5 separate regions of the Mus musculus genome follow, and all the other regions are linked to region 1. The links are chromatin contacts, called in public HiChIP or PLAC-seq and promoter capture Hi-C maps. All regions are on one chromosome and are shown on one strand. The core of a region is the stretch at or near the end of the contact, and the rest is flanking DNA. Distances in the headings are between cores, read along the strand shown. Region 1 holds the start of Ntpcr (nucleoside-triphosphatase, cancer-related). Region 2 has its middle 18 kb from the start of Gm30713. Region 3 has its middle 110 kb from the start of Gm30713. Region 4 overlaps Sipa1l2 (signal-induced proliferation-associated 1 like 2). Region 5 has its middle 70 kb from the start of Gm30713.

The links. Promoter capture Hi-C pulls out the DNA fragments that hold promoters and counts their contacts. HiChIP or PLAC-seq counts read pairs in DNA pulled down with a chosen protein or histone mark.
Region 2: a promoter capture Hi-C map of stem cell-derived epiblast-like cells shows a contact between it and region 1, with 2.1 times the contacts expected there. The contact joins the enhancer-like site here to the promoter of Ntpcr in region 1. A contact is called at or near these places in 5 of 39 promoter capture datasets (the 3T3-L1 cell line, 3T3-L1-derived adipocytes, embryonic stem cells and 2 more), 1 of 115 datasets of contacts at active chromatin or transcription factors (embryonic stem cells) and 3 of 9 other capture datasets (adipose tissue, embryonic stem cells and pancreatic islet).
Region 3: a contact with region 1 is called in an H3K27ac HiChIP or PLAC-seq map of extraembryonic endoderm stem cells, with 5 times the contacts expected there. The contact joins the enhancer-like site here to the promoter of Ntpcr in region 1. A contact is called at or near these places in 7 of 39 promoter capture datasets (3T3-L1-derived adipocytes, cranial neural crest, embryonic stem cells and 2 more), 4 of 115 datasets of contacts at active chromatin or transcription factors (astrocytes, embryonic stem cells, extraembryonic endoderm stem cells and 1 more) and 5 of 9 other capture datasets (adipose tissue, embryonic stem cells, liver and 2 more).
Region 4: a contact with region 1 is called in a promoter capture Hi-C map of macrophages, with 5 read pairs. The contact joins the enhancer-like site here to the promoter of Ntpcr in region 1. A contact is called at or near these places in 5 of 39 promoter capture datasets (the 3T3-L1 cell line, hippocampal neurons, macrophages and 1 more), 3 of 484 Hi-C or Micro-C datasets (CD8 T cells, embryonic stem cells and trophoblast stem cells), 2 of 115 datasets of contacts at active chromatin or transcription factors (memory CD8 T cells and microglia) and 4 of 9 other capture datasets (adipose tissue, embryonic stem cells, liver and 1 more).
Region 5: a promoter capture Hi-C map of liver shows a contact between it and region 1, with 2.2 times the contacts expected there. The contact joins the enhancer-like site here to the promoter of Ntpcr in region 1. A contact is called at or near these places in 9 of 39 promoter capture datasets (HPC-7-derived erythroid cells, cranial neural crest, embryonic stem cells and 4 more), 2 of 484 Hi-C or Micro-C datasets (embryonic stem cells and pre-B cells), 2 of 115 datasets of contacts at active chromatin or transcription factors (both in embryonic stem cells) and 4 of 9 other capture datasets (adipose tissue, embryonic stem cells, liver and 1 more).

What each region holds. Positions count from the first base shown.
Region 1 is chr8:125,732,024-125,737,625 of GRCm38.p6, forward strand. Ntpcr (nucleoside-triphosphatase, cancer-related) reads left to right here and starts at 2,180. Exons shown (of 5, transcript NM_025636.5): 1 at 2,180-2,326; 2 at 4,045-4,207; 3 at 5,300-5,396. The coding sequence starts at 2,293.
Region 2 is chr8:125,365,471-125,370,627 of GRCm38.p6, forward strand. No RefSeq gene overlaps it. Among named protein-coding and RNA genes, the nearest start is that of Gm30713, 18 kb to the right of the region's middle. Within about 2 kb of position 3,096, at least 38 of the 459 cell types and tissues checked have an H3K27ac peak or open chromatin away from gene starts, as enhancers often do. A contact at or near this core is called in stem cell-derived epiblast-like cells, where this site is marked.
Region 3 is chr8:125,269,290-125,274,775 of GRCm38.p6, forward strand. No RefSeq gene overlaps it. Among named protein-coding and RNA genes, the nearest start is that of Gm30713, 110 kb to the right of the region's middle. Within about 2 kb of position 2,257, at least 28 of the 459 cell types and tissues checked have an H3K27ac peak or open chromatin away from gene starts, as enhancers often do. A contact at or near this core is called in extraembryonic endoderm stem cells, where this site is marked.
Region 4 is chr8:125,458,850-125,464,397 of GRCm38.p6, forward strand. Sipa1l2 (signal-induced proliferation-associated 1 like 2) reads right to left here. Exons shown (of 22, transcript NM_001357372.1): 10 at 5,303-5,548. Among named protein-coding and RNA genes, the nearest start is that of 4930566D17Rik, 61 kb to the right of the region's middle. Within about 2 kb of position 2,847, at least 97 of the 459 cell types and tissues checked have an H3K27ac peak or open chromatin away from gene starts, as enhancers often do. A contact at or near this core is called in CD8 T cells, adipose tissue, embryonic stem cells and 2 more, where this site is marked.
Region 5 is chr8:125,312,852-125,318,221 of GRCm38.p6, forward strand. No RefSeq gene overlaps it. Among named protein-coding and RNA genes, the nearest start is that of Gm30713, 70 kb to the right of the region's middle. Within about 2 kb of position 2,935, at least 20 of the 459 cell types and tissues checked have an H3K27ac peak or open chromatin away from gene starts, as enhancers often do. A contact at or near this core is called in adipose tissue and liver, where this site is marked.

The DNA of each region.
Region 1 (5,602 bases), core at 930-3,429:
ACAGGAAGATTCCCTACTTGGCAAGCTCCAGGCCAGCGAGAGACTGTCTCAAAAACAAGGTAGATGGTTCCCTAGGGACACCAGAGGCTGTCCTGTGGCTTTTGTACACACAATTACATATATGCATGAACACACACACACACACACACACACACACACACGAGTCAAGATAACCAAATTTGAAATCAGTATTGTACTCACTTGCTGTGACCCTTTGATGCTAATTTACTACATATAAATCATTGAAACTATGTTGTTATTTCGTGGAAATTGTACCAAGTGAGCACTCATTCAATGAATTATCATATAGTGAACATACTACTGTCATCTCATTTTTTTTCTTTTAATGGATGAAGGATTTCCATCTAACTTGTTTTGGGGGCGAATGACTGTAATCCCAACACTGAGGAAGCTGAGGCAGGAGAAGCTTGAGCTAACCTGGGCTACAGAAAAGATCCTGTCTTAAAAAGAGAGAAGGAGAGGAAGAGGGAGAGTGCCCAAGGCCAAGCAGATCGATGTAGACATTTTCTTTGTTTCCTCCGGTATTGATTCTCTATGTCGATTCTGTCTCTGAGCTACCGAAAACAACCCAACTCCCAGAACGCCTTACAATTCCAGTCCCCTTGCCAGCGATGGAAAATTCTAGAGGGTTAATATTTAAAATGAATATTCTGGATACAAGAAGCACTTAGGATTCTATACATGTTGTCTCTCTGTGTAAGGTTCTCCCATGGGTTTGCTTTGCTTACATCAGCCATTCTCTGAGTCCATGCAGGTGCAAGATGCGGAAGGCAAGTTACCCATTGGGATAAGAAGTAATAATACTCCATTAGAGTAACACAGGGCTATAAACAACACTGAGATGACAGTGGCAGGTGTGGCTTGCCAATCTTTTTAGGTGATTTAAACAGCAGGAAACTGAGCTGTTAAACTGGCATATATTGCCTGCTGAAAGGAGTCCAAAAATGTGTGTGTGTGTGTGTGTGTGTGTGTGTGTGTGTGTGTGTGTGAATGTGTGTATGTATATTACATTCGCAAACCAATTAAAGGTAAGGATTCCTGGAAATGGCTTTCTCATCCAGAATGGAGGGTGACTGAGCACAAGCCCAACTGCACGCATGCTCGACTAGAAGGGTCTACAGGTACATCGCGGGCAAAAGCCACTGCCACTTCATTTGCTGGTGGAATGAGTCTCGAGGCTAACTGAGGTAAGGATCCACTTTCTCTGGGTAAGGCAGTTGTGGGTTGATAGACAAGTGTGGAGGTATGGAGCAGAGATGAGGGATTCGGTGCATGGCTGGGGATAGGAAGTCCGCCTGCATCAGAGGTCTGCAACGTGGGCAAGCTTGAAAACCTCCTGCAAACAGGTTCAAGTTCTCCGGACCAATGCCAGTTACTCCAGTCTAAAGGAGGCCATCGCTTTGGGCCAAGCTGCTGTGTGAGCCCCTAGCAGTCCAGATCGGGCCAAAATGGAATCAAGGCACTATCACTAAGATGACCATCAAACTGGCTTTGAAAAAACTGTTTTGGGCTAGTTTCCCCCGAGCATGGGCGTCCCAGTCAGCTGAATGAAGTCAGTGAGGAAGTTCTTTTTCAGCAATGGAAGGGGAGAACTCTGCGGAGAGAAGCCTCGCTTTTGCTCTTGTTTCTGCTTTCCACAACTCTTTCTGCCGTTTCTGCCGCTCAGGTCAGGTCACTGGAAGCTCCTTCTACTTCCAGGTTGCAATAAAAAAGCTTAATCAGATCTTTAGACTCTTACTACCTTGTCTCAGATATTCATCTCGGGAGGTGGAGGCCAGGATAAATTGAGGTTAGCTGTTCTCCAGCTGACTGCTCCGCAGCCAAGTGAACATTGTACACGGAGTTCAAATCCCACCAACGGCTGCTCCTTCAAGGAGGGTTTCTATTGCTACATAGGAGCTCACTTGCAGCCTGAGGTGAGGGTCTCAGGGACAGAACTCAGATACTTAAGTAGCAACGGCCAAGTATCTGGAATTTCCACGAATGCATCCGTGCAGACACCTCACGTGAGTCTGGCACATAGGACTGTTCCCAGACCTTACAGCCAGCCACTGCCACATAGCACCAGGAGTAGGGAAGAATGCGCGTGCGCCTTGTGTGTCGGGAAGGGGGGGGGGGGAGCGTTGGAAACGCATGCGCGACCACGGGGCGGGGCGGTGCTTTCCCTGCCGACAGGGGCGTGGCCTTCAGCGTAAGGGGTGGAGCCTGGCCGCCCATTCTGACCCCCGACCGCCCCGCTCTGGACCACCCCGCACCCAGACCCCCACGCACATGTCGCGGCACGTGTTCCTCACCGGGCCTCCAGGTGACCCAGAGCCTGCGGGACTTGGCGGGGAGGTAGAGCGCCTGGACCTCTGTCCGGTCTCCGGCCTGGCTTGGTGTATCGCAACCCGGCGAGAGGGAAGGCCAGGAGGACTGGGGAGCACCGGTTACATGTCCCCAAGGACCGGTTGTCACCCGGGTCTCGCGCCACTGAGGCCCAGGTGTACTCTGTAGACTTTAGAGTCAGTTGAACAGGCAGAGGCTTTGGGGAGGAGCAGGGGGCCGCAGTTGGAGGCGCGCCGGCCTTGCACAGCATGCCCTGCATTTGAAATCAGGGTGCAGTTGGGTCCCCAGCTTCCTGCTGTAGGGTTCACCCGGAGCCATCATCAATACCTATGTTCATAAGAGGTTTAGTGAACACCGGACTCACAGGCTTTCCCCTCCTCCCCGAGGAGAACCTGGGAGTACTGTCAGTCCCGGATTTGCACCTCTACACCCCTGCCTCCTGTCTCAAGAGTTAGTAATGCTTCGCCCCTTGCGCTACAGGCCCCACTCCAGTGTGTCTCACTAACATCCCAAAGGGTTTGGCTTTCTAAGCCCCTCTCCAGCAAGTTAGCGAGACTTTTAAAAAGAAAGCACCCTTTGTCAGCACCACTGCCTCTCAGCCTCTTCCTAAATATTGACCAGCATCTGTAAGTCATCTCAGAGGGGGCTTTGCTCAGCTGGTTTTTTTTTTTTTTGGTTTGGTTTTTGAGACAGGGTTTCTCTGTGTAGCCCTGGCTGTCTTGGAACTCACTCTGTAGACCAGGCTGGCCCCAACTCAGAAATCCACCTGCCTCTGCCTACCAAGTGCTGGGATTAAAGGCATGGGCCACCACTGTCTGGCTTGCTCAGCTGTTTTTAACATAACAATCCCTGTGAGGAGATAGCCTCTGGGTCAAGAGCTCTTGGGCTGCTGTGTGTTGTCTGTTTGGAAATACGGATATATGGAGTTTGAAAGTTGCATTTATTTACGTATGTGAGTGTGTGCGCAGGTGTGGAGGTCAGAGGACAACTTTGAGGAGTTGGTTCTTGTTGCCCCATTGAGCCGTCTTGCTGGCCCATAAATATACTCCCCTCCCCTTATAATAAAAGTGCTGCCTGCTTGGTATGAGAGCTAAAGTGAAATGTTAAAGTGACAGGCTTTTTGTTGGTGGTGGGGTGTGTGTATGTGTGCAGTGTTTGGGATGTAAATAATAAAAGACAAAAAGCGGGGGTAGCCCCAGGGAACTCCACCCTCAGGAGCTAAGTGTGGGACCTTTGTTCCTTATTGTTCTAGGCCACAAACATCTGCTGTTGGCACATACATACTTTTGCTTAAAATCCATAAGGATTATGCTGCAACCCTCTGGCCCACCACCACTGACCCACCTTCACAGCCAGGCTTCATGCCCTATAAAGGCTTAACGACCTCCCCACACAGTACCATCTGCCTGATCAGACACAAGAGTGGCTGGAGGGATGCTTTAGATTTAAACCAGAACAGAGGGTAAATCTAGGAGTGAAGGAGGTCCCAGATATGTCCTGGGACTGCATTAGAAGTAAGTAAACTTCATGCCGCCGCCTGCCTCTGCTGGGGTGGAAAATCCCTCACACCTGGAGCAATCTGGCAGGCAGTGACATTTGCAGCCCGTCCTGTTTGCAGCTATTGCTTTTTTGCAGGCCAGATGGGCTTGACAAGGTAAAACTTCTTGACCCCTCTTCTTCCTTTGTCTCTTTCAGGGGTTGGCAAAACAACCTTGATCCAGAAAGCCATCGAGGTCCTGCAGTCCTCCGGGCTGCCCGTGGATGGATTTTACACACAAGAAGTCAGGCAGGAAGGGAAGAGGATAGGATTCGATGTCGTCACCCTGTCTGGTGCCCAGGGGCCTCTGTCCAGAGTTGGGTACTGGTGTTTTGTTTCTGCAGGGGTGGGGGTGGGGTGTCTCTAGCCTGGCCTCTGTACTTCTTGGGAACATTTCTTCTCTGTATGAGTGCATGTGGTCCATGGGTCTGTGCAGAGGCCAAACGGGGACATCTGATGTCCTGCTCTGTGGCTCTCTTCCCTGAGACAAGGAGTCTCCCAGTACCTGGAGTTCCATGGTGGCCAGCCCTGGAAGTGTCATGGGCAAGCCTCAATCACTAAGCTATACCCCCAGCTCTCTGTTTAATTTTAACCTTAGTTTTGATACAAGGTCTTGCTATGTATGGAACTCACAGAGATCCACCCGCCTTTGCTTCCTAGTACTAAGATGTGTGCACCACCATGCCCAGCAACCCCTTGCTTACTTTTTATTTTGAGAAAGTCTAAGTTGCCCAATGGCCCCTAAGCTTTTTGTTCTCTTGCCTTCACTTGCTTCAGCCTCCTGACTAGTTAGAACGATGACAGGAGACCTGCCACATTGGGCTCAGCTCTTGTGCTGTGGTGTGTGCACTCACTGGAGAGACCTCACTGTTAATACTGCATCTTAGCGAGGGTTTTACTGCTGTGAACAGACACCATGACCAAGACAACTCTTATGAGGACAACATCTAATTGGGGCTGGTTTATACATTCAGAGGTTCAGTCCATTATCATCAAGGTAGGAACATGGCAGCATCCAGGCAGGCATGGTGCAGGAGGAGCTGAGAGTTCTACCTCTTCATCTGATGGCTGCTAGCAGAATATTGGCTTCCAGGCAGCTAGGGTGAGGGTATAAAAGCCCACTCCCACAGTGACACACCTACACCAACAAGGCCACACCTCCAAATAGTGTCACTCCCTGGGCCAAACATATACAAACCATCACACACTGCAAGACTGAATTTGGCCAGAGTGGTGCTGACATTCAGAGAGGGCCTGGTTTCAGGAGAGAAACCACAGTGAGTCCAACCTTGTACACTCTCTCCTTTTATATGGGGATTGTTAAGGGTGTGTGCAGAGAGCAAGTGGGTCAGCAGAACAGACCAACCCCAGAAATCGGTGGGGAATCCTCCAGCAAACAGTGTCTTCTTTCAGGTCACAGCCTCTACCTGGAAAGCCCGAGTGTCGAGTGGGGCAGTATGTGGTGAACTTGGATTCTTTTGAGCAGTTGGCACTTCCTGTCCTAAGAAACGTGAGTGTATGTTTTCTGTCTTGAGAGACTGGCGGCCTCTGTGTATTGTGGGACTTGCTGGCCACTTGAACACAGTGGTTTTGTCCCTATAGTTAGGTTGTGTCTTATGGTTTAAAAAGTCTTCTAGCCACTGAACCTTGCTAAGGATAGGCAGTCCAATTGACTGTTGCCCTGAGCTGTCACATGCCCAGAGCATGTGTAAAATA
Region 2 (5,157 bases), core at 1,846-4,345, 370 kb before region 1:
CCCAGCACCTATATCAGACATGCACAAAACTAACTCTCTCTCTCTCTCTCTCTCTCTCTCATTTTTTGAGACACGGCCTCACATTGTATCTTGAGATGGCCTTGGCCTGGCTGAAGATATTTAAAATGATCTTCAACTTCTCATCCTTTTGCTTCCCAAGTGCTGGGGTTAGAGGCCAAGCGCCACCAAGCTTGCATCAGCTGGCCTTCATGCTAATCTGCGAAGGGCTCAGCAGGGTTATCTCGAAGCCACCACTGTGGCTCCTTTCCTCCCAGCTCTGGCCTTTTTCTGCCCATCTCTCCTCGTACGTGACTTTAAAGCAGATGCCTCATCAGCAGGTCTGTAGGCTTCTGCAATTGATTCGCAATGAGAAAATGTAACTCAGGCCCCCTCGCGGCCATCTGAAGTGACCTTCAGGAACAGTCTTGTGGCTGGGAGCTTGCAGCATCCTGGAACCTGACGGTAACGGTAACGATTGTTTCATCGATAGAAGCCTTCTTGCCTTGTCTCTCAGAATGCGGATCCTGGAAGGAATAATACCAAGGAAGCCCTGATCCCAGGGAGGAGCTCTGCACATGGCAGTGTCCACTTTCATTCCAGACTCCTTCCCTTTGTTCATGGGCTTCTAGGGCTGAGATCTTTCCGTCCATCAAAAGCTGTTTCTTGTGTAGAAAGGGCTGACATTCACTTGACTACAAATGGCTAAAGTGTGCTTAATTTTTTAATATGTACCTTATTTGTTGTTTGAAACATTTATACATGTGTTCTGGTTTGCTCTTCTGCTCCTGTGATAATTATCAGGACCAAAAGCAACTTAGGGGAGAGAAGGATTTATTTGGAAGCTCACATTTCCAGGTCACAGTTCATTCCTAAGGGAAGTTGGGCCGGAACTGAAGCAGGAGCTTGGCACAGAACCTACAGATGAATGGTGTTTGCTGACACACTTCCTGGCCTATGCCATTGGCTTTCTCAGACAACCTGCCCAGGCCCACCTGCCTAGGGATGACACTGTCAAAAGTTCCTCAGCTGGGGGTGGGACTTGGTGAGTGCTTCTCCTGCCCATGATGGAATTTTAGCTGGCTTGATCTTGTGCAGGCCTTGTATAGGTATCCAACTGACGGTAGACTAGAGCAGGACACAGCTTCCAGCCATATTCTGCACCCCTGGGAAAGTAGTATATCTGTCTAGCATCCGTTTATCCAGCTGTGGAGCAGGAGTCTGTGACGCTGCCTACATGCCACTTCTGTGAGAAGATGTGAATGATATCTGCAAAGGCCAGGCCCAATGCAAACCTTGGCAAGCATCCTTGGCTGTTGGAAAGTCATTGGCTTTCAAGGCTGATGCTGTAGGTGAATAAAGATCTAACAAGGGTGCAGGCCATGGAGGATAAGCAGAGGCCTCCACAGCCTCCTGAGGAGACCTGCTTTCCCATTCTGTTCTATCTGCATCTCCCTGCTGCAGTTCTAGGGGCCGCAATGCTCAGTAACGTTCCCCAGAGAGAGCTATGGCATTGTTCCTCTAGAGCCAAGCTAACCTCACCTGGAGTACTGAGAAGGAGGTCTGGCCATCTGCTCTGTCTTCAGAGAGGACCGAAGACAGTATGCAAGGGGAGGCATAGGTTCCAGGCCATATCTCTCCTGGAGAGCAAGCAGGTCATAAAAGGACAGTGCTGGGAGGTCAGGACACCCAGTTGTGGAGACCACTCAGCTGGCTATGTTGGGGTTTGTTGCATGTGCTCATACATGTGTACATGTGTGTGTGCACACGTTTGTGTGCATGCATGTACTTATGTGCCTTCCTTCCCCCTCTCTCCCTCCTTTTCTCTCTGTCTCTGTCTGTCTCTCTCCCTCTCCCTTTCTCTGTCTCTACCTCTGTCTCTCTCTTTCACACACTCACATACTCACAAACAGCTCAAGGGACACTCATAAGGACACGAGGTACGGGAGCTACAGACATCTATCTATGAGTCTCTGAGGCTGTGAGGTCATGAGGCAGGAGGAGTGCAGCCTCTCCCAACAGCAGCTCTGTAGTTTACTCTGGTGTGTAAATCTCAAATTCAGTGAGTAGTCAGCCAGGTAGGGGTGGGGGAACACATCAGCCTGCCAGCTCACAGGTGGCACTCCAGTGGTATCCTAAACCCTGTGCCCTACCCAGTCCCATCTGTGAGCCTGGCCCTTCCTCTCCCAGGTTGCCCTCTCACTCAGATCGACACAGCTTGACTCCTTCACCACCCGTGCTTGCTCTGCTTGTGTAAGGTCCCTCCTCAGACAGCCTCCTCCAGGCTGTGCCTCCCACCCTTGGTCTCTACAGGTCTCTTCATCCATCTAGTCTGTGTCTGCCTTCCTCAGACTGTGACACTCACAGAGCAGAAGCAGGTTCCCTTTGGCCTCTGCTTCTTTAGGGCAGAGCCAGATCTCCCCCTGTCCCCATGCTGGGGACAGATGAGGCATTGACTTCTGACCCACTGCTTTACTAGGTATTTAGGGAAGTCTCCAGTGTCGGGCAGGGATGGTCAAATCTGTAAGGCCTGGACACTTTGATTGAAACCCTCATCAGCAGGGCTGGGTCTGTTAAGGACTCAGGTTTTTCTATGACGAAATAGCGGAGGGTGGACTTATAAGAAGACAGGGTTATTTTGGCGCATGGTCTCCTCGCAGTCTCAAGGCAGGGAAGCCATGGCAGTGGGACCTTACAGCGAGCTTCTCACAGATGGCAGATGGGGAAGTAAGAGAGAAGCAGGTATGCACCCTGCCCCTCCTAAAGGCTCTACAAAGTCCCAAGACAGGGCCACCAGCTGGGGTCCAAATGTTCTAACATATGAATTTGTGGGAAACATCTCCATGTCCTGCAAGCACCTGCCGCCCCTCTGTCACTTTAGAAGGTTCTTTTGACCTTCAGTTCCAGCATTTGTCTGGAAAGGTCACTCCAGGGGGACTCTATTTCCAGCCCAGAGCTGGCTGCCAAGGAGGCTTTATTTATGGACTGTATTTTGATAGTGTTGGGGGTTTGCTGCCTCCGGGGATTTGGGTAGGGCTGGCCTGAGGCAAGCCAAACCTGGCTTCCCTCAGGTCCTCCGGGAGCCAAGCTTTAGCTTGGCTGAGGTCTGATAAGCCTTCAGGGCTGCCTTCTCTCCTTTCAGGACTGGACCCAGACCAGTTCACTTCCTGCTGGGCTGGGAACCCTTGAGGCCTCCCTCCAGGGAACTGCATTTCAGAGAGAGAGAGGGAAAGAGAGAGAGAGAGAGAGAGAGAGAGAGAGAGAGAGAGAGAGAGAGAGCCCTTCTTTCTCCTCCTCCACTCCTGGCTGTGCAGTTCAGACCTGGGTCTCTAAGGGCAAAACTCACACCCTGTGCTTGCTCACACTTGGCAGCCAGGCCAGTCCAAGAGGCCATTTGGCGTCAACTTGAGGAAGTCAGTCTCCAGGTAATGTGTGAGAAAGTCTGGAGGGTCCACTGCTGCCATCCAGGCCCCAGAGTAGAAGCAGCTCAGGACTCCAAGACCCTAGAAGCAGTAGGAACTGAGAGGAGCCACAGCTGTGGCTCTCAGTGAGCAGGAACGTCTTAGGGTTTCTAGTGCTGTGATCAAACACCTTGACCAAAGGAAACTGGAAGAGGAAAGGGTTTGATTCTGCTTATACTTGCGGGTAACTATCCATCACTGCATGGAGTCAGGCAGGAGTAAAGCAGGAACTTGGAGGCAGAAACTGAGACAGAAGCCACGGAGGAGTACTGCTATTGTCTTGTTCCTGGTGGTTCGTTTTGCCTTCTTTCTTTTCTTCTACCGTCCAGGATCCCCCGGGATGGGCCTATGCACATCACCCATTAATCAAGAAAAGGTGGCTCAGTGGGTAAGAGCACCCGACTGCTCTTCCGAAGGTCCAGAGTTCAAATCCCAGCAACCACATGGTGGCTCACAACCATCTGTAACGAGATCTGACACCCTCTTCTGAAGACAGCTACAGTGTACTTACATGTAATAAATAAATAAATCTTTAAAAAAAAAAAAAAAAAAGAAAAGAAAAGGTTCCACAGACCAATGGGAGTTGTGGGGGTGGGGAGGGCATTTTCTCACTTAAGGGTCCCTCTTCCCAGATGAGTCTTACCTGTCTCAAGTTGACATCAAAAACCAGCCAAGTCCCTGGGATCTCCGCAGAGCATGGGGAAGTCCCCAGGACGTACAGTGTCATAGCCTGTGGGAAAGCACTGCACAGCCATGTTTACTCCATGCCTCTCTATGGAGGACCAAGAAGGCCAGGGTCAAGGTTGCACTTCTGGGCCAGTTCTTCCTCATGGGTGCTTATGAAGGGGTTGGTGTGGAGTTGGGGGCAGACTGAGACCCAGAGGCACACATGGACTGACAGACGGACATGTCTCCGGTGCCTTAGAGGGCACTTTACTTCTCTGTTGTCCCTAACCCACTGGGACTAAGAAAGAACTTATTCCCAGCCCTCCCTCCGCTGGCAGGAAAGGCAACCCGCCAGGCCTTTCTCCTTCTATTAAACAAAGGAACTTGCACATGAAGGGCTCCCAGGAGACTGACTTAATCCCCAGCCAACTCTGGAGGGCTGTGACCTTGAGAATTATGGGCCTTCTGGAGCTGGCTGCCTGGGGTGTTCAGCTGAGTCACTGTAAGACCTAAACCTATGCATGCCCCTACCCCTGTCCCAGCTTGACGGCACCTCCTCCCACCCCTCAAGTCCCCATCCCCTTTAGTGCCCTATGCAGGGATCAGTGAGTTACAGCAGAAAGCGCTTCCCCTCCCCCAGCCAAGAGCCAGAGCGATTCATTCGGATTGTAAGTCTCATGGAAGTGAGGAAAATAAACAGCCTATCAATAATAAATGGAATGGGAAGTAGAAGCAAGCATGTCCTCAAGGTAGAGCCAGGGAGACAAGCCAACCAATTTTCTTTCAGTCACCCTCACGGCCCTTGATGGCAGGAGGATGGTAGTTCTGGAATGTTCCTCATCAGCTAGAGTCCCAGAACTACAGCCTGAAAATGTCTTGGGGGGAAATGCAGAGCTGCCCCAAGTTTATAAACTTTGTCTGGCTAAGAGAAAGTGAGCCGGAGAAGGAACGATTAAAAACAAACACTAGCTGCTTGCCACTGTAGCGTTCCAAGTCCCCCAAGGCCCGGCTGCACATTTACAAATAATCTCCG
Region 3 (5,486 bases), core at 1,007-3,506, 460 kb before region 1:
TCATCATCTGTATTCACACCATCTCTGGCTCTCTGCTCGAGGTGTTCCGAATCACTCAGTTTCTCAGTGGTCTATCCGTTGTCTCATGGCCTCTGTTCCCAGCTGTGCCATCCACTTAGGATCCTGATATACATGTAGCTAAGTCAGGCTTCTTCATCAAGAGTGCCCAGAAAGGAAAACAAGCAAAGAAATGGATTCTTTATAGTTTTCTGCAATCAACTCTGGCTTCTCCTGGAACTAGAATACATTTGAAGAGGCTAAAATGAGAAATGAGGAACTTGGTGGGGGGGGGAGAAGAATTCCTCCCCACAGGTGAGCAGAGCCCAAGCAAAGTTAGATTCGGGAAGATCTTAGCATCTCAGTGAATCACACAGCACCCACAGCAAAGCCTGAGTATAGAGAGGGGCTGCCTTCAGACCTAAGGCGAAGGCTTTTCAGTTTGATAGGCATCCCTTGGGCTCCTATGAAGTGTTGAGTGCTGGAGTTACAGGAATACAAATGCCGACAGAGCCACGGCAATTACAGCTGTGTGCATGGTCTCTGTGCTCTCCACTCTGGACTTTCAACTGCTTCAGATAAAGAGACATGGCTCTGTGCTACAAGACCCTGTCCTGTACTTTATTGATTATCCTTCATCTGAACTGGATTTAGGTGTGCTCAGGAGAAACACCTGTGTTGTGTGTCGGAGAGTGTTTCCAGAGAGGTTTAACTGGAATAGGGAGACGAGTCTGGGGGGCCTGGCCTGAATGAAAAGGGAGAAAAGAAGAAAGTGAGCTGATCATCTCTCTCTCTCTCTCTCTCTCTCTCTCTCTCTCTCTCTCTGCTTCCTGACTATATAAATACAACAGGACAGCCACCAGGCACCCCTTTGCACTACTAACGAGGGCTGTGGATCTAAATTTCAAGAATAGTTCCTATGGCAGGGGTTGGGGGGGTGGGGTGGGGGGGTGGGACTCATTCATCAGGACTCATCCTGGCTCGACTGTCGTAGTCACAAGAAGTTAACATCCTTCCTAAACTTCACACAGTGTCCCCAGCTTTGTCCAGCTGTGTCACTATAGTCCATACATGAGTTACGTCTCTCTGTTTTCTTGTTATTTGTGATTGGTCCAGACTAGTCTCAACCTCCCTCGGCTTCCCCAGTGCTGAGATTACAGGTGTGTATCACCATGACCGTCTTGACACACTTTAGAGAGCCCCAGTTTGCCTTCCTGTTGCTGTGATAAGACGCTGACCAAGAGGAATTTGGGTGGGGTGGGGTTATTGCATCGTACAGGCAAAGTCCATTGTCTGTCAGGGAAGCCATGGTAGGGACGCCATGCAGGAACCTGGAGGCAGAAGCTGAAGCAGACACGCAAGCCTGCAGGTCAATCTGAGGGAGGCAAGTCTTCAATTGACATTTCTTCTTCCCAGTTGTGGAAGTTCTTGGTCAAGTTGACAAAAACTAACCAGTACACACACAGACATACACAGAGAGAGAGACAGACAGACAGATGCACACATGACATGTTACCTTATCTAAAATATGAAAAATATAACTCTAAATACACCCACAGAGTATACTCATCAACAACATCAAAATTCAAGGATTGTTCACATAGTTATACCAGTTCCATGGAAGCACATTTAGCCACCACGTTTGAAAATAGCTTGCAGGCTGGAATGTCTAACTTACAAACCCTTCTGGCTAGGCTCAGTGATGTTGACATTGCACTGCTTGTCATCAGCTAAAGCTATGAACTTCCATCCTTTCAAAGTTAATGCAGTTTCTTCCATCCTATAAGCATTGATTGGTCAAGTCTGGCTTTGTTTTGGGAGCTGGGGTTTAACCTTGAGCAAAGCTTTGCTCCCATAGAAATATCCACTAAGATAAAAACAACAGCAACAATGTGTCTGCAGTGCTGTGAGTGGGCTCAACAGTTCACACACACAGTAAAGACAGCGACTTCTCCTCTTCCAGAATCTATCAAAGGCCAGTAGCTCAGCCGCAGAGTCAGGTCTATGAGCCCCTTTGCCTTCCATGACTAATTATTGCTGGGCCAGTCTTGTGTGGGACCAGCACAAGAGGCCACAGTTCTTAAAAGTTAGCGACTGCATTGAGTCTGGAGGATACAATGTAACTGAGCTTCTAGCACTGTCTCTAAGCGGCTGCTGCAGTTCCCAGAGAGTGCTGTTCTCGCTGAGCCTGGCTGTCCTTTCCAGTTCTCCTTCAACCTTCTCCTGTGGCTCGCACCTGCTCTGCTCTATTCTGACTCTCCCTCCTCAGAGCCAACCAGCTGTCCACACCAGGTGTGGCTTGGGGAACTCATGGACCCAAGGAGGTTTACATGACTCACAGATATGTGTGGGGGTTTATCTGGCCCTGTTTAGGGAGGAGGAGGGGAGGGCTAAGGTGGCTCCATGTCCCAGATGTCCCAGCCTGCTGTGACCTCTGTCCCTGAATCCTTCGATGCACTGCTCTGTCTTCAGCAGCACACCACAGGGGAAGGGACAAAGCACAGGGGCTGGGAGACACAGCATCTGCTTTAGGTTTGACGGTCAGGAGGGAGCTAGCATTGTTCACCTAGTACTTGGGAGCCTAGCACCTCAGATAGGTGCTCCCCCCCCCAGCCCACTCATGCAAAGCATTGTGTACATAAGGATACACAGAAGTCTCTTTGAAAATGTGAAGACTCCGTTAGATATATATAAGGCAGTCTGTGATCGGGAAAGGTTTCCATGCCCTGTTAGTCATTTCGTGTGAACACACATCACACACACCAAGCTCAAAAAGGTACTTCCAACTAGGAAATATTTAACAATTCACTTATGTTTTCTGTGGTTGCTATTCTGAGTTTTTAGTTCTGAATGCCAGGTTCCCCTCTCCTCCTGCCTATCCCCCTTTTCCTCCACTTGGAATATGTTCTTTCCTTAAGCATTGTTTTTTCTAACCCTCATGATTGATTTACTCTTCCGGTACCAGAAACAATGGGTAGGGCTAGGCCTTTGGAATATCCGCCCTGTGCTAGCACGTTGCTCCAATGCAAAGAGAAACAGGGAGTCAAATGAAGAAAGAACGCGCCTAGTGATAAGACACTGAACTCACGACTGTGGTTCCCTGGGAGCTCTGCCGGCTTAATCTTCACAGCTAAGAAGCATGGAACGGTCTGAAACCAAGTCTGAAGACAAATCCTTCCTTTACACTGCTTCTCACGCGTAATTATCACAGCAGTGAAAAGCCTCACACATTCACAAACAACCAACATGATTATCAGCTCAGACAATCACAACACCACCCCACCCCGGAAAGGTTAAGGGAACAAGAAACACCAGCTCAGAGCATGGAAGGCTGGGCTGTCACTCTTGGCACATCTGCCTAATCACGCCTAATCACATACCCTGCCTTTCTTATCACTCTTAATCCTATAGTGTGACCATAAGTCCAAAGAGCAGGTGCTACTGTGTTTGTGTCTGCATTGTTTTGAATAGATCAAAGCCGCAAGTAGGGGTGGGAATACAGCTGAGAGGAGAGACTGTTTGCCTTATGTGCACCAGGCCCTGGGTTCACTCTCAAGTCCTATAAAAAGACAAAAATCATTGAGGGTAGAAAATATGCACAGCAGTATGGAGGAATTTCACCGACATACTGTTGACTGAGCAGGGTGATTTATGCTACAAGACTCCTTGTCTACACCAAGCTTGGAATTAGTCAAATCCAGTGTAAGGAGAATCTCTTGCGCTGCATGGAAGCATCACCCGTCAATCAAAAAGCCTATGGCCAATAAGCTGAGGCAGGAAATAGGAGGTGGGACTTCCAGCAGAGAGAGAGAGAGAGAGAGAGAGAGTGAGTCAGAGAGAGAGAAATTCTGGGAAGTAGTCAGGTGACAGAGATTTGCCCTGAACTCTGAGGAAGAGACAGATGCATAAACCTGAGAAGAGGTAACTAAAGCAACGGAAGAACGTAGTCTAGAATAAACTGGATTATTGAGATATGAGCTAGGCAAAGAACAGAGCCAAAGCTTATGGCCTGAGCATTTATTCACAAAGGATTAAGTATCAGAGTTGTTATTTGGGGGAACTTGGATACAGCTCCATTTAAAAGTTAATATCTGTCGGGTGTGGTGGCACATGCCTTTAATCCCAGCACTTGGGAGGTAAAGGCAGACAGATTTCTGAGTTTGAAGCCAGCCTGGTCTACAGAGTGAGTTCCAAGATAGCCAGGGCTGCACAGAGAAACCCTGTCTCGAAAAACAAAAAACAAAAAACAAACAAACAAAATAAGAAGTTAATATCTACAATCCAGCATGTGTGGTAGGAGCTGGAAAACAGGTCACGTCTATGCTCAGGAGAGATTAATGGCCGCACACTTAGAATTCAGGCACCTTTCTAGAGGAGCATTATACTTCAATTAAAACCTTATTCAAAGGAAGCTTTACCATGGTGAACCCTCCTCCTTGTTTTCATCTCGGAATTGATGAGCAATCAGCTAGGTCATCATCAAACAAACCCAGAATTCTCCATCTGCCTCTCCTCTCAGGAGTGTGCCCCCCCCCCCCGCGCCTCAATTGCTTCTATGCATGAATGATATTTTTAAGTATTTCATTCACATTTGATGACAAGGTCCCCACTTTTAAATGTTTACATCCAAACTTCTGCTAGAGCATGGTATGGAAAGAATCTTAACTGAGTTTGTTCCCCCAATGAGTGATGACAAACTTGCTAATCTAGTTCATAACTAGCTACGCCCCACCTATAAAGATTCAGCATCCGGAACAAACACTGCCTGGGATCTGTGTGGTCCCTGCTTCTAAACTTCCGTTATGATTACAGTGAATGTGCTTGCCATTGAATGGCTTCTGCCTTTGAACAGTCTTCTCCAGCATTAGCATGCTTTTAATATTCTTTCCTGTTGATTATCCTGTTGATGTTCAATAATGCTTGAACTCTGTCCATATAAAAGAATTCTGCCAAGAGCCAGTCCACCATGTGGAACATATTAGTATCATTAGAGCCCCCAAATCTTAACACGCCTGGAATAGTTTCCATGTTTGCTAACTTCACTTGCTATTCATGGTACTGCTCCATTAGTCTGTGAGCCTGACCACCAGGCTGCCCTGTTTCTGCTGGCTGGTTCCTCTATGAGGATCACAAGTGTCTCCCAAACACTGCACCTTTGAGGGCTTCCAGATGATTTTCCAACAAACTTTCCAGTATAATGGCCACATGCAAACAAGAGTCAACTCTATCTATGCTGTCTGCCTGAAAGTCCGGAGCAGGCTGCAATAGTGATCACAGCAGTGGTTGTCGCTGGTCAGGAGAATCAGATAAGGCTGTGGTTACATTGTTAATAAGTTGTTAAATTGTTACTTTCTTGTTGTGAAGGGAGGGGATACAGAAGGTCTTAGTTACTTTTCTATCGCCATGGGAAAACACCATGACCATGGCAACTTATATAAGAAAATGTTTGATTTGGGGCTCACAGCTGCCCACTATTGTGTCAAGGAGCA
Region 4 (5,548 bases), core at 1,597-4,096, 270 kb before region 1:
ACATATCACATATTCTGTGTGTCATGTGCGGTTGTGAGGGACCAAGGAAGTCACCATTTCTCAGAGTTTTCTCAGAAAACTCAAGAGCAGAAAAAAATGTTTTCTGCATTGTAACACTTGTATGTGATACAACGGTTCCTGGTATCTACAGATAACGAAAGGTTATCTAAGAAGGCCACACCTAGTTGTCCACCATCTAGGCCACAGGTAACCAACCTGGCTGGCATGGGATGGCTGCCATGTTGCCCCTGCACTCCTGTTATCGAGCAGTAACAGCATCTATGTAAACTGTAAGATGGAACTGGCCAACAGGAGGGTGATGGTCTTACAAACTGCTGCACAATCTTTGTTATCAGGGAAAGGGGTACTGCTTCAGTTAACAAATCACTCACAAGAAAAACTGTGTAATAACACCGGGCAGACTAAAGGGACCCAACAGAGTGGAGACGAGGCTGACTTGTCAACAATGCAAGTGATTGGCAATTTCTGCCATTGAGTTGTTGGGAATTCTAGTGGAATGAATTGAACCAACCAACAGACAACTGCATGGATGGACAAGTGAACAGAGAATTAAGGAATAAACAAATGGATGCCAGAGAAAGAGAATGAGAGAGTGATGAAAACACGCAACCCGGCAATGGCTCTGGGATTATGGGCTTACCACGCTTAGAGCGCAGGTAATCACTGCACTGGCAGGCATGGCAGGCATGGCAGGACTGAGCATGTGTCAGGTGGCTGGGTGGCCGCTAGAGCTTCAAGTCCTGAACAGTTTCAACATTTCACACCAGGACTCATTAGAGGGTTGGTAAGACAGGAATAGATACAATAGCCATTTTACTATCTATACAAATAAAACAAATTAGAACTGTAATCTAAAATCTCATTTGAGTCCTCTCTCTCTCTCTCTCTCTCTTTCTCTCTCTCTCGTGTGTGTGTGTGTGTGTGTGTGTGTGTGTGTGCGCGCACACACACACACACACACACACACACACACACAAGCTGTTAAAACAGAATTTTCTTCCTGTTTCTCATTTCCCATTCTTCCCTCTTCCTGTACTTCAGGGAGTCAGGCGACAGACAAAGGCATGGTGCACGAAGCTTTAATTTTATAGAACACTGTGAGAACAATCAGTTTGGCTCTAGATAACCCATGGAAATCTCTGCTGCCCTGTGTCACATGGAAATGTGGACCCTTGTCAACAAAGCACAAAGAATCACAGGAGCCAGATGTACAGCCTGGAGTTTCATTTCCATTTTTATTGGACATATTTACTAAATTCGCAATGTGTGGCAAGTCATGCATGGCTCTGGAGAGTCATTACTTCTCAGACAGCGGCCTTTGAAGGATGCCTTTCCCCTAAAATGTCACTGACTGAATGCGAGGGTTAGGGGTGGGGCCTGATCTTTGAAAAACAGAAAAAGATCTTTAAATAGAACAAAACCAAAACCCAACAACTTTGTGTGTGTAAATGTGGGTGGGTGGATGCATGTGGGCCACGGTGCCCATATGAAAGTCACAGGACAACCCTGGGTGTCTATTCTCACGGTCCACCTTGAAACGGGGGTCGCTGATGCACAGCAGACTGGCAGGCCCTGAACTTCTGGGGCTTCCTAGCTCTGCCTCCCGTCTTGCCAGAGGAACGCTGGGCTTCCAACCTCCCAGGGCTGCTCTCCTGTGGGCCTAGGGATCTAAACTCAGGTCTGCATACTTCCTGGCAAGCCCTGCACCTACTTAGTAATCTCAGTCAGAAAGACCTTAATCAGGCAGCCCAGGGAGTGGCAGCACTTCCGGCCCAGTAGCCAGAATGAGCCCATTCCTCAGCTCATTTCCATTTGAAGAGTCATCCCCGGTGCTCCGGGTCGCTCCCGAGATGGGCTAGAATTTACTCAAGGGTCCTGGCCCAGCAGGAGATTCCTTAATGAGCTTCCCCCACCAACTCCATCAAGAAACCAAAAGTGGCCCTGGTTTCTTTCAACTGGGAGCAGGGTGGAGGCAGGCAGCTGGACTGTCCTTGAGGCTCAGAAATGACTTCAGAGCAGGCGTGGCTTTTGATTCACACAAACACACCAGCTCCACACAAGACTTCAGTCAACTCTGTAGTGAAGGGTGGAACCAGGCAGGCATCACTGACCTGAGGACAGCCAGAAGTGCCCATTAACCTGAAGGCCCCTCAGGCTGCAGGAGGAAGCAGATGGGTTCTCAAATTATTTCTCACTGATATCCTGTAAGAGTATTACTGAGCTAATCTATCTATCTATCAATCAACCTATCTATCTATCTATGAATGAATGAGGCACTTTCTCATTCAGAGAGGCACAGCACTGAGGTAAGATTCCTTATAATTAGCTAGTTTTGCCGTGTCTGTCACCCTCATAGAACTTGCACAGAGGCCCACTACATAGTAAAAAATCACACAGATGTGTGCACATGCACATAACTGCTCATTTAACTCCTTTCCTTCCTGACAGGCTCTAAGAGCCAATTTATGAAAGAAGATGGAGGTAATTTTCCACACCACAAATCAAATGTGATGTCAGAGCCTCAGGCAAATCCTGTATCCTTAACTATAGGACCATGAAACCAATGTAAGCTGCCCTTAAAGAGAGTTTTCAGTTTTATTTAAAAGGTTTATTATTTATTGGTGTGCATGTGCATGCATACGTAAGCTGGGAAAGCAGCTTGGTACTTGCCTAGCATTCCTGAGGCCTCTAGCAACATGCACACAGGAGCATGTGTGAGACACATACATGAACTCCCTCTTTCTAACATAACAGAGTACTACAGGGCCTGACTGTACTGGGGCATGGCTGGGACACCCAGAGCAGCACTTCCTGCATAGCTAAGAGCTGGTGTGACAGGGCTGCAGGCAGAGGACTTCTGACTACAGCACATACCATTCTCAGGGCCCATCCCCATCAGAAGTGAAAGTGAATCAGGAAGAATGAAAACACTAACTTTAAAAAAGCTCAATGGAGAGTCCTGCTTGATGTGTGCTGGGTTGGTTCCTTCCCCAGAGGTGAGAACAGAGAGAGGGCAGCTGAGCAATGTAAGGAGAAGACTGTGTGCTCTGGGAAGGGCATCAACAAAGGCGAAGTCTCTGAATAAATATCCTGGCTATTTTCAATTGCACTTAAAACAAAGAATTAATTATAGGCAGATCCAGGCAGATAAGAAAGCCTCTTTGGAGGAAAAACATGCTCTTGAGGAAAAGACAGCAGCAAAAACATCCACTCTGTAGTTTTGTTTATTTGTTTTAGCTGAAAAACAATTCAATATTCCTTAGGAAATTCTATTCTTTGAAATCATGTGCTCAAAATACCAGGCATAATGAGAATGTTACTATTTTTATTATCTAACGTTCTTAAAAGCTTCTAGAGTTTCTTACAGAGCAACAGCAGACCAAACCTATATCAGGTCTGGAAACGTTTTCACTCATCTCTGCAGTTGTCTTGTCTCCAGGAGAAACTGAAGACCTGACCCTTGCTGACAGAGGAGGCACACATCTGTATTCCCACCACAGATGCCCTTAAAAGTTGCTGTCAAAGACGTTCACTTACAGGCCACGTCAGCTTCTATTCTAGGAAGGCCGAGAGGAAGCTTAGCTCTTACTCAATTTGACTTTTGTTTTATGAAATAGTTTTTTATCTTCCATTGTGGCTTCTTTATCTTAAGTTTGGCTCATGGGGTCCTGGGACAAGGCGGTAGGGTCTAATGGGCAGAGTCTGGAAATGTGAGGTTATGAGAAACTCCTTGTGAGGGCTTTACAGGAGTCGGACCTTTAACACCAAGAAGGATTTCAGCTCTTTTTAAACCTTTATTTTATAAACCTATTGGCAAATGTAGGAAACATGGCCACTGAAAGACCAGGGGGCTAGGGCTGGAGCTCAAGGGTGGAGTCCACGCCTAGTGTGCACAAGGCCTCTGGTTCTATCCACAGCATCACAAAAACAAACCCACCAGGCTGGGAGCCAGTGCTAAGTAAGTTCAATCTAACAGACTTTACAAACTCTGGCATCTTAACCACCGAGACCAAGATGACACAGAGCGGAGTGGTTTGTTTTCTAAAAGATCCCCATTTAGGGATGAGCTCCCCAAAGGGGCGGCCATTAGAGCCACCTGTGGTTAATTAAGCTGATTTAATTAAAGTGAAAAATTCAGCCATGCTTCAAGTGTGTGGCAGCTGCATGCAGCTTGGGCATGGCACAGATGCGACCAGGCGTGTGCCCCTATGAGGGAGGAGAAAGGAGACCTTTGTGTCCTGAGTCCAGAAGGTAGATACAGCCAATGCACTGTCCTCATAAAAATGTCCCCTTTGATATGACAGGAATTTGTTGGGGAAGAGCAGCGGGGAGGGGCCTGGGAGGGAAAACTGCAGCTGCGATGTAATATATGAGAGAAGAATAAATTAATTAAAAAGTGACAGAAACTTGAGCGAATTTAAAGCAATCGTCTTTCCCCCTCAACTGAAATGTAGAGCAAACACTAATCATGCTGGTAAGTTCTGAGTACTCTGAGGGATCAGGGTCCCTGTGGTGCAGATGTGAAAGGAACTTTAGGACTCCTTCCTTCCCCATGACCACACAGCAGGGCCCTGACCTCAGCCTCCTGCATCCTCCCAGCAGGTAAACTCTGGGGCCTGCCTCATGACTAACCGGATGGAGACAGACACAAGCTGCATGGCCACCAGAGCCCACACACCTGTACTAAAAGAACCACACGAAAGTAAAACGTCAAGGTTTGAAACTCACCTATGACTCTCAGCAGTTCTTGCTGAGGATGCAGAGGTTGGACAGACCTAGTGGTGTCACCTTAAGGCTGAGTGCCACGACCATCTGTCTGCAGCAGACAGACAGACCACTCCCACACCTATGCCTGTCCCTTCCTACCACCTATGTGCAGATGCCCTGTCCCTGTTGGACACCTCTGAGGCTTCAGTGTGAGAACAGCATGGCCCCCAGAATCTGCCTACAGTCTCACATTGCTCCAGACAGGCCCTGCCTTGTTAGCTACTCATCCTGATTTGAGCTGTGCAGGCTGTGAAGGTTGTGCACACTCAGTCTCAATAGGTCAGGTGAGCCAAATGGACCCACCCCCTGGTCTTGGTGACTCAGTCTCACAGTCAATATCTGGTGTCACTCTTTAGCGCACCAATGGTGCATGCCACATGCTCATCTGAAACCCTTTAACTAGTGCGCCAATGGCTCAGGTGTCCACTGACAGCTCACCAGCTCTCTGAGGATCCTGCAGGCAGGCAGGAATGTCCCTGGTGACAGTGCACACTGCCCAGCCTCCTGGTCTTACCTGCGGGGAGAGCCATCCTCGTGGGGCTGGATGATAACTACTTTCACAGTCACAGATGTCCGCAGTAAGTCAATCATCTGCTCGTGGGTCAGCGTGGCCACAGCCACCTTGCAGATCTCCACAAGCCGGCTCCCTTGGCGAAGGCCTGCCTTCCAGGCAAAGCCGAAAGGTTCCACATCGGCAACAATTCCTTCAAAGTTCACATGGAAGCCAAGCTGACCCAGCCCGTTTCGTCTCAGGGTCATT
Region 5 (5,370 bases), core at 1,685-4,184, 420 kb before region 1:
TATACCCTTGCTGTGTCTTAGGAGATGTTAAAAGCTAAGATAGTCACTGTGAGGAGCAGATGCAGAAAGATTTAAAAAAAAAATTAAGAAGGCTTCAAGGCTGTGAAAATATGCAGCGAGAGCAGCTTGAGGAAGGCCGGGTTTATTTGGACCCGTGGTTATATGGTACCATTAAGGCAGGGCAGGTGGAGTACAGGAGTCTGAGGTAGCTGTCACAGTGTATCTGCAGGGGGGAAGCAGGGGAGTGGTGGGTGCTAGTGCCTGGCTGGCTTTCTCCTCATCATTGGGTCCAGGACTCTAGGCCATGGGATAGTACTGCCTGTGTTCAGGAATGAGTCTCCCCTTACCCAGTCAATTCTCTCAGGAAACACCCTCACAGGCACCCCAAGTGGCACGTCTCCTAGGTGATTCTAAATCCAGTCAAGATGACAATGGAGACTAAGCATCACCGAGCCTTCTCCAGTAGCTAAAAGAAACAAGATGGGAGGCAAGAATTTCACTTTGTGGAAAAATAATGATTTTAAAGCACCAGGCAAGTGAACCATGCCTGCAGTCCCAGGACTCAGATGGCTGATGCGCACAGGTTCATGGTTCCAGACTAGTCTAGGCAACTTACAGGAGGGAGGGAAAGGAGGGAGAAGGGAGAAGGAGGAGGAGGAGGAGGAGGAGGAGGAGGAGGAGGAGGAGGAGGAAGAAGAGGAGGAGGAAGAGGGAGAGACAGAGACACAGAGAGAAAGACAGAGAGAGACAGAGACAGAGGGGTACACGTGTTGTACTGGCTAGTTTTGTGTGTCAATTTGACACAAGCTGGAGAAAGGAGCCTCCCTTGAGGAAATGCCTCTATTAGATCCAGCTGTAAGGTATTGATCAAGTGGGGGCGGAGGGCCCAGCCCATTGTGTGTGGTACCACCCTGGGCTGGTGGTTCTGGGTTCTAGAAGAAAGTAAGTTGAGCAAGCCAGGAGAACTAAGCCAGTAAGTAACATCCCTCCATGGCCTCTGCATCAGCTTCTGCTTCCTGACCTGCTTGAGTTCCAGTCCTGAATTCCTTTGCTGATGCACAGCAATGTGGAAATGTAAGCTGAAAAAAAACCCTTTCCTCCCCAACTTGCTTCTTGGTCATGATGCTTTGTGCAGGAAAAGAAACCCCGACTAAGACACCTGCCAAACACCTCATTTCCTTTTGGTAGGCCCTCTCCCCAGAACAGCACCACCAACTGGAGACCAAGTGTTCAAAATTACATGAACCCGTGGCGGACATTGCACATTCAAAACACAGTACACGACATTAGTGTTAAGCTCAAACAGAAACCAAAGGAAACTTCTCTGACTTCATGGTTGCTACACACAGTGAATTCTGTAAACTCAACATCTTAACTATATGTTAGGATAATCCCAAGCCAGATTCCCATAGGGCAATTATAACCAACCCAAAGTTAAAAACATTGCTTTTCCGTGTTCTGAGAAGGTCTCTGCGTTTGCTTATAATGATGAAGTGCAGCCAACGGCCTTGAGAAGAGGTTAGTTGGGAAATTCAGAACTGGGCTAAGGGGCTGGGCAGGCTCAGATTGCTGCAGGAACTGTAGCCAAATCTTTGAGGATGGAGTTCTCCCTTCCAATGCTGTCCAGAGCAGGCTGACCAGGTCTCCCCAGGCCTGGGGAAAACAAGGGTGCAACAAGAAAAGCAGCTGGAGGAGGAGCAACCACACGTCTGGTCACTTCTCAGAGATTTCCACAGCTCCTTCTCTATCCTTCTCTGAGCCTAATGACAGAAACCCAGGGCTTGAAGAATGAGTCTGGTATCTCAGCCATTTCAAGCCTATCATTAATTTCCTGTCCAGACTGATTAGTGGTCCTGCCTTCCTGTCCCCTATCTCTCTCCTCTGGTGCATGGGTAAAGACTGCTCCATTCTTCTCACCCGTCTCACCAGCTTTATCTTGACAAGTGCCGTGTGTCTCTGTTCAGTTCATTGTTCTTTTCTCTGCCGCCAGCCTTCAGCCTGCATCTCCCTTACCAGGAAATCCACACAGATCGCTGCCCAGATCTATTGTGTGACTCTTCCTGGGGAGAGGTGAAAAACAAACAAACAAACATCTATTCACCCCCTGATGGGGTACCGACAACAGTCGGAAGAAGCTATTTCATCCTAGTCTAGCTTTGTGAAGCAATAGTTTATTGCTTACTTATGCCAGTAAGGCTAAAGATTACAGGAACACCGTGACTGAGACACAGGTACATCTCTGAAAAGCCCATCCCAGAATGGATACAATGTATGCAAGCTCCACTGAGCTCCCTAGCTAGCTGTCAGCTCCACTAGCGGCTCCCTTTCCCTAAGCAACCATTGGCTGCTTTTGTAGCACAAGGGAGGGGCTTTGTGTATCTTGCAACTTTCTTGGACACTGTAAATTTCTCAGCTGGGCGTGGTGGCACCCGGCTTTAATCCCAGCACTTGGGAGGCAGAGGCAGGCGGATTTCTGAGTTCCAGGCCAGCCTGGTCTACAAAGTGAGTTCCGGGACAGCCAGGGCTACACAGAGAAACCCTGTCTAGAAAAACAAAAACAAAAACAAAAAACAAACAAACAAAAAAATCTCTGGCTTCCTGAGTCTTCTGAGCTAGTCTCTCTTCTTGATTTGGGAGCAACAGCAACACGGGAGGACTTTCCAAGACCTGAATGTTCTCTGGTTAGCAAGATTGTAGAGCTTCTAACTGGGTTAGTCCGGTGCTGGAGTCCGGTGCTGGTCTTCCACATAGGCCTTGGTTTCTTCCTCTGCTAGCTTCAGAGTAGCTCCCTTAAAAAGTGTTTGGTATTTATTCCAAAAAGGCTGGTTGGGGAGGGAGGCCTCCTGGAGCAATGAGCTGTGGACAGGGCATAGGCAAAGGTCTTGGCAGAGTTAAGGCAAAGTGTGTCTTCCCTTTGTATTTGTGAGCCAAATTAGCCAGAGAGGATACACAAGAGACACTGGTACTCTTCCAGATTCTCCCTTACAGAACAAACTCTAAAGAGAGGGAGGAGGGGGAACAGATGGGTGACAAACGGCCATGTCGAAGACTCCCTGAGCTCAGAAGCAGTGTGGGGTCTTCAGTTTTGCCTTTGGCAAGGCATTGATTCCACACAATGTTGCCAGGACAGCTGGCATTTGTGAAAGGCTTCTGTGCGGGGCACTGCACAGCCTTGTTTTGTTCTCTCAGCAGCTTCATTGGGAGGTGAGGGCTTCGGTCAAGGTCACACTGGGCTGGAGGAAATGGTATCTACTGATCTGAGGACCTTGCCCTAGGACTCAGGACCAGAGGGAACAATCGAGCCAGCCCCACAGCAGACTGCCTGACTCCAAACCCCTGCACCCCACCACTAGTCCCTAGCCACCTTAAACTGTGGGCCCCATCCATCAAGGAAAGAGCAAACCAATGTTGTATCTTTGACATGTGCTATTGTGACCTTATACCCAGCATCAGCACCACTTTATGCCTGTAGAGAATAAGTGTCTTGGATTCTGAGGCTGGGGAAATGGCTCAGATGGTAGACACAAGGACTTGAGTTCAGTCTCCAGAATCCAAGTAAAACAGGTTTGTTTGTGGTGGTGCCGTTATAACCTCAGTGGTGGGGAGGTGAAGACAGGATTCCGGGGGTGCACTCTGTGCTCCTGGTGGTAGGGAAGAGTGAGCACCCTCCCTTTGGGATACACTGTAGCTCTTTCAGAAAGCTGTATCTAGATGTCATGTCTCAGAGGCCCTTCTGGGAGTACAGCACTACTCTCAGGAGGCCTTGGCACTGGAGAGGGCAGAACCCTTGCCTTTCTTCTGTCCTACCTATGTCCTTACAGGGTGCTGTCAGGTTCTAGGGCTCTGTGGTTTCAGATACCTTGAGTCCCAATTACTGGGACTATTGATGCTGGTTAGCTGGAGCTAAGAAATTAGCGGTGATTAAGAAAAGACCAGCATCATTGAGGTGACATCTTCTGGGAAGTGTTTTCTGAAAGCACAAAGAGGCTGTGTTCCAGAGATGGCCAAGGTTGTACTCCTGCTGCAGTGGGACTTGGTAATATGTAAGGGTCACCCAGGTGGTACTGGTTTTGAAGGCATGAAGGGGTCACGCAAAGCAGCTGAGGCTCGGCACTGTGAGAGGCCATGGAAGGCCATTGGTGAAGGTGCAGCCTCAGTTGCAATTGAAGGCCCAGGACTGAAGGGGTCATGCAGTGTTTTGGAGATGCCAGTACCATGAGATGACCACCAAGAGCAGCAGCAGCAGTGGAGTACAGGCATCTGGAGCCTAGAGGATGACTCGTGTGCTACACAGGGCATGGCTGGAGAAGTGACCCAAGCCCTTGGAGGAGCCCAGAAGATCGTGAGTTGGATCCCAGACATTGGACGGTTAGAGATTGACTTTTGCTTTTGATTGTGACTGTGCCCTGATATTTTCCCTGTTGAAGGAAGAAACTGTTTTAGTGGAGCCCACAGTTAAAGAGACTTTTAATTGTAAAAAGACTTTGAATTTTAAGAGATTGAAATTTTAAGAATATGTAAAGACTGTGGGACTTTTAAAGTTATTTAGATCTTGATACCATTGACCACTAGAAGGCTTGCTTTTCTATGAACCGGCTAGCTAGGACTGAAGGGGAGGGGTCCTTCCACATGGATGGAAAGCCCTGGGAAGGTAAGGGGTGCCAGGACTTCAGCTGGCATGCCAATAGCGGAGGTTGACAATGACCAGGTGGGACTATGTATGTGTTCACAGGGAAATAAAACCCAGAGCCATCAACTTCTGTGAGGTCAAAAGGCTGTGTTTGTCTAGCTTGGCAAGGTAGGGAGCTGGTTGAGGAGCCAGGGCCATCTGGACTGGCTCAGTGTGCGGTGCCTGTCCCTGAGAGTACATCAGGATGTAAGGGAGGCAGGCGGTCATAGAGTATGCCAGCAAATCTTGGAAGGTGTCATTCATAAAATATTGAATGGCCAAGGAGGTGGCACACAGGCCACATGGTAGTGACAGGTTCTAGGGGGGAACTGGATGGAAGGGGACCTCCATTCATTCCTGACTCATCCGGCTCGGGCTGGATGCCCGTGGACTCTAGTCGTTGTGGACATGAGCCATGAAGCCAATCCAACAATCTGAGAGCAGAAGCAAGCTCTGGCCAGGGATGGCTACTCTGTGAAGTAGCTTACATGCCAAGCTCTGGGCTGGGATGGTCACTTCGTGAACCATAAGCATTCTTTGCGGCAATGTTCTGTGTTACTTCGGGACAACATTCAGTGGATTCTCAGCCAAAAGCAGAATGATAGAGAGACTTTAATCCTACAGACATTTTCAGGGGCTTCTAAACTTGTTGAAGACATTGGGTTCATAGCATGATCTTACAGGGAGGGGGGCAAGTGACA